Regions from separate parts of the Mus musculus genome. Here all the other regions are linked to region 3. The links are chromatin contacts, called in public Hi-C maps. All regions are on one chromosome and are shown on one strand. Each heading gives the region's core, a stretch centred on a gene start, on an enhancer-like site or on the middle of the called end of the contact. The rest is flanking DNA. Distances are from core to core; before and after follow the strand shown. Region 1 overlaps Lyplal1 (lysophospholipase-like 1). Region 2 has its middle 73 kb from the start of Lyplal1. Region 3 has its middle 150 kb from the start of Gm35023.

Region 1 (2,700 bases), core at 17-2,516, 330 kb before region 3:
CCTAAGACCCATCAGACTTGCCTGTGCCTCTACATGTTGACTGTACATTTCCCCACCTAAAAAGGAGTGCTTATCATTTTCAGTGAATTAATGCATGTTCACAAGGGGAGTGAGTGCACAGATAGGGGTGTGCACAGGCATCTGTATTCCTGTACATGTGGATGTCCGAGGTCCACTGCTCATGATCAGACTGAAAATGGCAACAGTTACAATCTCCAATGATGAGCACTGTGAAGAGCAGTGACTTTAGTGAGACAGAGTCCTTGCAGAATAGAAGCAGCAATGAGGAGTCAAAGGTGACTTTTCAGTTGACACCTGAGTAGTCAGTGGGAGCCCAGCACAGGGTATGATGGGGAACACAGGGCTGGGAGAGGGCGCTGATGACATCATCTGACTGGAGCCTTGAGCCAGCACAGGGAATGATGGGGAACACAGGGCTGGGAGAGGACATCTGATGCAATGCTCCCAACTCACTGATGAGCTGTCCAATGGCACTTGAGCCTAGAGCATGCTGGGAGAATTCTGAAATGAGGACAAAGAGAGACCAGAGCCAGCTTGCTATCCTACAGACTACAGATGATCTTTTGGCTCTTATAACTTTAGGGGAACACAGATTAAAACAGAAGTGGGTGTTCAATCAAATACCTTTTTATTAAAAAAAATCAAAGTGTTGGACATGTATTCTAGTCTAATACTTGAGCAGTGTGTAACGGGTTGATTGATTGATTGGTTTAGGAGCCGCACAGATGTTCTTTGCTGAACATATTTGTTTATTGTGGTAATGTCTGAACTGTTTTTATACCAGCTAATAAAGTGATTTATTTGAGGAAGAAAGTGAATGAATATAACATATGTGCCAAGCCTTTTAGCTGTTTAAAAAACAATCTTTTATGCTTTATTTAAAGGTTATTCTAACATCTTTGGAAATTTATGTACTCTCGATTGTTTTCTTAGCAAAAAGAGTTCTAGCCTTTTTTTTATCCCATTAAATTATCTTAATGATCCCATTTAAACAGAAATTTTTAATTTTTTCTTAGGGAAGTGAGAGACCCGGACCATCCCAATCCGTAAATGTGGATTTTCACTGTGTTTTACCTCAGTGGAGCATCTACCTAGATTAATCAAATAAGGCATTGTCAACGGGGAAAGAGTTAGCGAGGATCATTTTTTCCCATTAATGGCCGCGTTCCCAGAATGATTCACATTTTAGCCGATGATATCATCCTTATTTAAGTGCTTAGACAGACAAATAAACAGTGAGAGAAATAGCAGGGAATGGAGAGAGAAGTCGATGGACCTCCAGAGGACTGGGTATCACTCAGCTCTAGAGTTGGCCTTCACTGTGACTTCAGCCTCAGGGAACACTTCACAGTGTGTAACAATGACTGAGAACAAAACACCTGCTTTCAAGTGCAGTGGACTTGAAGTTAACCTTGAGGATGTCTCTGGGAGGAGCAAGGCCTGGGTGCTTCTGCACTCTCTTGTCCCTGAGCCATCTCCTTAGCTGGCTGAGAGGAGTGCTGTGGGCTTCTATCTTCCCCACAGAAAGCGAGGGCCTGGATAGAGCAGTGAGAAGCCCGAGGGTTCCGTCTGCAGAAGCCTGCCCTCCTCCCAGGCTTTGCTCTGAAAACATCAACCTCCACGAATAACGCAGATTAATTGAAAATCTCCAAAGATGTTTAAAGAGAATCATTTATGAGAATTTTAAACTTTCTAAGTGTTTTGAATGACTTCTTGGCTAAATAAGAATGACTGCCTAATGTAGTAAGCATGACGACTAGTGTGATGGTGGTAAGAGAAGTCTGAGGCAGGGGCACCCACGGACAGATGCATAGATCAGCGAGGAGTCTGGGGCAGGGGCACCCACGGACAGATGCATAGATCAGCAAGGAGTCCTGCCACATCAAAAGCATTTGAACTTCTAAGTTAAACCTGGGCAGTTTTCCATGTTAAACCAATGAAGTGCATTTGATGAGTTGGTGGACCCACTCACGTGAGAGCATGCTAGTACCCAGCACCTCCTCCATGGGACCTGCTTGTACAGATGCTTTGGAGAAAGGTAGATTTCTTTGTGGTAGAATGATGGATTTTTACCACCTTTATGGAAGCAACTTTGAAACATGTACTAAGGTAAAACCTGTACCTTCCAACCTAGCATACGATTCTCAGTCTCTGTTCCCTAGGAATAGCCCCTCTACATGAAAAACACATGCATCTATATTAACTAGGCATGTTTTATGTCACCCTGTCCACAGAGGCTGGGATCTATATATATCATGGGGAGAAAGGATGATTCAGTTGTCAAATAGGTTTATCTATGAGCATGAACAACGTTTATGTACATAGTCATTTGATGCATAGGGAAGGGGGCTGGTATGGTTGGCAGGGACCAGAATGCCCAGGGACTGACAGAATTGTGGGAACTCAGCACTCGCTAATGAGAAGGTGCATAGGTGAGGAGTGTTCAGATGGATTTCTGTGAGACACTGTGGAGAAGAGTGCGTCCGTATGGGGAGAAGACTGGATGCTCTTGCTCTTACTCCCCCAAAACTCTATAAGCCTCGAATCACCCAAAGTAAAGTTGATCTGCCTCCTGATAGCTGGTCCAGTGTGGTGGTCATTCACTGTAAGTACTCACAGGGCTTCCAAACCCTTGCTTGTCTTCTCTGCTCCCACTGCCCTTGTGGACCTTATGGGTTG
Region 2 (2,700 bases), core at 69-2,568, 270 kb before region 3:
TAAGTCACTTCTTTTCTAAGTGGGTAAGAACTTGAGTCATAGGTATTTGAAACTTAAGAGGCATGTCCTTTAAGGATAGTTAGATCACAAAGAAAATACCATAAATGACTATAAACCACTCAGAGAGAAATGGAGAAAAGAATTATTTGCATCAGAATTCACAGGCCATGGTGATAACTCCACTCGAAGAGAAAGCAATCAATGTTGAAGATGTTGAAAAATAAGGAAATGTATTCAGCTTACCATAGCATAATAAATGTCATTCAAACTAATTCCGCTTTCTGTGCATAAATATTACTGATGTGTACATGCACGGGTGTGTGCATGTGTGTATTCATTTGTTTCTGAGGCCAGAGTTCCATGCTGAGTCTTTTTTCCACTCAACTTCCCACCTTTTCTTTTTCCCTGTTTTTTCCTGTTTTGGGTTGGTCAATCAACTCAAGGGATCTATTTGTGTCCCTCCCCAGTTCCTTTACCCCTGGTTTGGGGATGTCAGGTATATGCCACCACAACAAACTTTTAGATAGGGCCCGTGGATTCAAACTCCAGATCCTTGTGCCTGCATGGCAAGCACTTTCATGTAGCTATATGATAGTTCCAGAGTCAGAACCTACTCATAAAAATTCTATATACAGGTCTGTATCACACATTCCTGATGAAAACTCTGTTTTAATAGCTTAAGTTTTATTATTGGTGATGATGTCAGGAAAAGAAAGACAAATTCAATTTTCAAGCCGTCAGTTAGTTAGGTAGAGTAATTCAGTTACATCATCTCTTTAATTTTTTTTCTCTTTTGAGGGAACAGCAGAGCCAATAGACTTAATGGGCTGATGAATAAGAGTTTTTCCTCTAAAGTCCTTTATGAACAGCTTGATGGAGTCTTGGTGAGTTTTCTTATTTATTTTCCCTAGATTTGCCCAGCAAAACTAACGCAGGGCTACCTATTGGACATCGTTATTCAAGGGCACTCTCCTTCAGGGAACAGCTTCACACTGTGGGTCTGTGAATGGACCAAGGCTGGGTCCACTGTCCTCATGTCTGGGTCATGGTGTCTAGTGGAGATGAGTGTCCAACCAAGCCAGGGCGGTCAGGAGTCCCGTGTGTGGGATTCTGGAGGAACCTGGGCTGTAAGATGTTCTTTCCTACTCTTTGGTTTTTAAGAGGTCAGTGTGTGAGCCACTTCAATGCCTCCCACTGTTGCCTGCGTTTTTACAATGCCAGCGTGAGCTGCAGTGGGGAGCAGGTTTATGGTGCGCGCCATTCAATTTAGACTCTACTAGAGCAAATGATTGCAGTGATTGGGAGGAAAGAAACTGGAAAATAAGTCCCTGATGTAAAACTGGTCACAGGGCCAAAACAGTAGTGCCAGTTATGACCTCAGTGCTTCACTGATGTTATTTTGACAACAGTCTTTTCAAAGCCATAGAGTCTATTATTAGTGAGGGTAAGCGTGCTGAACCGTATATTTTCCCCCCTCGGAAAGCCAGTGTCTTTGTATTTGAAGTTTCCATTTGCTTTTCTTAGTTTCACGTTTTTTTTGTGTGTGTTCTTCCTTGAGAAGAAGCACTGACAATAAACTGGGATGGAGAGAAAGAATGTCTGCAGGGTTATCCCAGCCTGGGTACAGCCCTGGGGTATACACAGACTATTCTCTCAGTCTGCCTAGTGTTTCCTTCCTTGATTGCATGGATTCAGAGCAGCGGGTTATATGATATGTTGTAAGCCAAACACTGAGACAATAAAAGTTTATCACATTTCTCTTATGTTAAAGTTGGGAGTCCGGCCCCCAGGGAAGCTCTGAAGTAAACAGTGTGATGTGAGCTCCTTTGTCAAGGAGTTCTTGAGAAGATGAGTCATAGACAAATAAATAATAAATATGACTCAAGAGTGTGCAATAGTATTGTATGATGGTAAAAAAAAGTGATGATTATGAATCTACACTGAATCCACAACAACTAGATGCAGTTTGGGGGTAGGCAGAAGATAACTGTGAGACATGGCTTCTGATGCTGGTCCTGTGAAGGCTCACAAAGAATGTATAGATGAACCGAATCAATACTGGAAAACACTGAGCTGACTAGTCTCTGAAAATGAATTCCAACGTTCCAGGAAACTCCATTTTTATATTGCTGTTTCCCAGGAACAGTCATAACTCCTGGTGTTTCTTCTGAACACAGAACACAAATTCCCCTTTTATGTTTCATAATATACTAGAAGGAGTTATCCTGAATGCCACATGGGAAGAACAGAAAGTCATTTCAAACAGCATCACTCATAAACCTCCCGGCCCACACATTAGACCACTTATCTAATTTTCATGAAACTGTACCCATCCACATAAATTTGGGACGTATTCCCACAGAGATAATAACATTAAATACATTAAATACAAAGCCAAAGTCAGTCACAACAACAAAATAGCCTGACAACATGAGCCAGCTCCCAAGTACAGCAGTGATATTTCATTCCTAGACGAAGCTGTGGTAACGTCAGCCTCTGACAAACCAAGAAAGTTACAAAGGTGCCTATTTGTTAATGAAAACTCTACCCAGAGGAAGCCAGCTACATAGTCTCTTTAAGGTTTGTGATACCTCCCTATGTCATTTTGTTCATAGATTATTGCTCTAAAGATCTCTGATCAATCCATTCAGTTACCTGATGTCTCAGTATTTACTGCCATTTTACAGATGAGGAAATAAT
Region 3 (2,700 bases), core at 142-2,641:
GACAGAGTCTCTCACAAAGCCTGGAATACAACTAGATGGCCAGTGAGCTCCAGGGAGTCTTCTAGCTCCCCACCCCCACCGGCCAGCATGGGGAGTGCAGATGTGCACCACTGAGCCCCTCCTTCCTGTTGGTGCTGTGATCTAAACTCGGGTCCTCATGAAAGCACTTCACCAGGGGAGCCATCTCCCAGGTCTCCAGATGTTCCTCTGCAGGGAAGTGGTTTTTCACAAGTTAGCCTTCAGATGGTTTGGTCTTTCCTCACTAAACCCTTTCTCCAACGCTGGACAAAGGGAAACCATGCTAGAGAGTTCTGCTTATATAACTAATTTCATTTGACAACTACAACACATGCCAAATATTTAATATTTCACAACCCAGGATTTTTATGAAGTCCCTTTATGTTTCAACACAGTACGGCATTCAAAGACCATCTGATCCTTTATCCAGCCCCTTACATCCCAAGGGTGCAGTTAAAATTCTAGGGGGAAGAAGCAAACTGCTTCACAGAATAGCATCATATCCAGATCCTCCCGTTTATTCCTCCCCTCCCTCCTGTTTTCTCTGGGGTGGCCAAGTCAATACCCTAGGCAATTCATTTTTACCACCACTCCCAGGGGCTGGGAGAAAATCCCTCCTTTGATCTGAGAATGATTGTATTGAATCTTCTCAGTGCCAGCAGCGTTGTAACAAATGGCCATTATCTGAGATGAGAAAATGAAGGAGAAAATGCTCTGTGATCTATAAAATCCTAACTGCTGGTGATTGTTTTATTATCGTTAGTAATTTATTTGTTAGTATTGTTATTGCTGCTAATAAAGTGATCCCTCTGCTTCCGGGCTCTATGGTCTTCATGCTGGCTCATACAATGCCTCGGGAAGATTTTTAGATGCTTCAGGATAAACAGGGGAGGAGACCTTGTCTCCAGCGGCTCCGAGCCTCTGGAATGAGTTGCCAGATTACCAAGAGCCCACCGTGCCAAGCTGCTTCTAAGAGCAGCTTCCTTCTGCTGGAAGCGTGGGTACTGTGTTCACACATTCTCCCAGTGAAAGGAACTACCTGTGGGGATGAAGTCTCCAGCATTCCACCGTCAAGACCCATCTCTAGACCTAGAACAACATAAGGACTTGGCCACCTTGCCCCTTGATCCTCCATCTTCCTCTCTAAGCCCTTTCCCCCTTAAGTTCCCCAGTCAACTCTTTGTAATTCAGAATCACACAAAACACCCCCCACCACCACCACCAAGAAAAGGTTATGAGTCAAGTGAAACTCTGAGTAAGCAAATGTATCTGGCACTCAGAGCCATGGAAAGTCGCTTCTACCGCCAGAGGTGGTTAGCCGACTCTGCCCATAACTGTCCACAAGACAGCTCCACAGAGCAACCCTGATGGGTTCAGACGGGTGGAAAGGGAAGTACTTGAGAGGTTTTTCAATAAATAAGCCTGTGTAAGTCCTGGTGTGTAGGGATGCCAACTGCTTTCTCAATCGGAACCTTAAAAAGCAAAAAATAGAACTTTAAAAGAATAATTTATAATGATCAAAGATAAAATAAAATATTCTAGAAGAAATGTAATTTCAGGGTGAGCAGCTGGTTTTATGAGGGAGATAATGCCTGCCTTCTTTTTTCCAGGACTATAAATGCATTTTTATTTTATCTTTGCCCCAGCCCTAGTGTTGCTACAAAAACCAAATGTTATTCAGAAAATTATTCCATCTTCCTTCTAGGGGTTACTTGGCAGTATCCTTTTACAGACCCACCTTGTGCTATGTAGAAGCATGACTTGAGGATGCCCTGAACAACTGCTACGTATCAATAGCTCCAATCTTTTACTTTTCCAAACAAATGAAGACTCAGCCCTCTCTATCTGGGGACAATCTGAGTTGGGTCCATGTCTGCCATTGTGTGGCTCATGTTTCCTACCAACTATTAGCAGAAAGGGCAGATAGGGTCCTGGCTCTTTCAGTTGTAGGGAAAGGCTAATTTTTAAAATGTCAACTAGAATATAGAGCCTGATCTGGAAGCAGTCATTGTAAAGTCACAGGCTGTTCTGAAATGTGTCCAATAGAAACAATAAACCTGGCATGTGGCATTCTGCTCACGATAACTCCTTGGAGTATTTCTGCAAGTTACTATTCCAGAGCAGGGAGATGGAAGCCACACACAGAGGTCATCTTCCCCTGGTTACTCCCTTTGTCATGAAAGCTAACTCATGAAGATAGATATAGATATAGATGATATAGATGATATAGATGTAGATAGAGATGTAGATAGAGATAGAGATAGATATAGATATAGATATATGGTGAGCAAGAGACATGTGGTGTGTGTGTGTGTGTGTGTGTGTGTGTGTGTGTGTGTGTGTGTATGTGTGTGTAGGACAGAAGTCAACGTTTGGTACCTTCCTTGAATGCTCCCACCTTCTTTCATTGAACTGGCTACTCTGTGACAGGATCGACTGCCTGGCCAGGCTAGTAAGCTCCTGGATTCTACGTGTCTTCATCCTTACTACACCAAGGTTAAGATCTGCACTTGATCATCTCTAGCTCTCTGATGTAGGTGCTGGATATCTGAACTTGGGTCCTCCTGCACAGACAAGGAGTGTGTTAGACTAAGCCATCTCCTCAGTCCCTCATAAGGATATTTTTATATTGGGCTGTATTTTTAAAATTCCATTCAGAAATAGGTTTCCCAAGTCCTATGA

What was found. Hi-C and Micro-C count contacts between places; a contact is called where the count stands out from the background.
Region 1: a contact with region 3 is called in a Hi-C map of uterus, with 2.6 times the contacts expected there. The contact joins two enhancer-like sites. A contact is called at or near these places in 1 of 15 datasets of contacts at CTCF or cohesin (the NIH/3T3 cell line) and 6 of 484 Hi-C or Micro-C datasets (cerebral cortex, embryonic fibroblasts, myocytes and 1 more).
Region 2: a contact with region 3 is called in a Hi-C map of uterus, with 4 times the contacts expected there. The contact joins two enhancer-like sites. A contact is called at or near these places in 4 of 484 Hi-C or Micro-C datasets (lens fibers, nephron progenitors and uterus).

What each region holds. Positions count from the first base shown.
Region 1 is chr1:186,101,022-186,103,721 of GRCm38.p6, reverse strand. The region is part of intron 2 of Lyplal1 (lysophospholipase-like 1); the gene reads left to right. Among named protein-coding and RNA genes, the nearest start is that of Lyplal1, 15 kb to the left of the region's middle. Within about 2 kb of position 1,266, at least 14 of the 459 cell types and tissues checked have an H3K27ac peak or open chromatin away from gene starts, as enhancers often do. A contact at or near this core is called in uterus, where this site is marked.
Region 2 is chr1:186,042,844-186,045,543 of GRCm38.p6, reverse strand. No RefSeq gene overlaps it. Among named protein-coding and RNA genes, the nearest start is that of Lyplal1, 73 kb to the left of the region's middle. Within about 2 kb of position 1,318, at least 20 of the 459 cell types and tissues checked have an H3K27ac peak or open chromatin away from gene starts, as enhancers often do. A contact at or near this core is called in uterus, where this site is marked.
Region 3 is chr1:185,772,017-185,774,716 of GRCm38.p6, reverse strand. No RefSeq gene overlaps it. Among named protein-coding and RNA genes, the nearest start is that of Gm35023, 150 kb to the right of the region's middle. Within about 2 kb of position 1,391, at least 16 of the 459 cell types and tissues checked have an H3K27ac peak or open chromatin away from gene starts, as enhancers often do. A contact at or near this core is called in uterus, where this site is marked.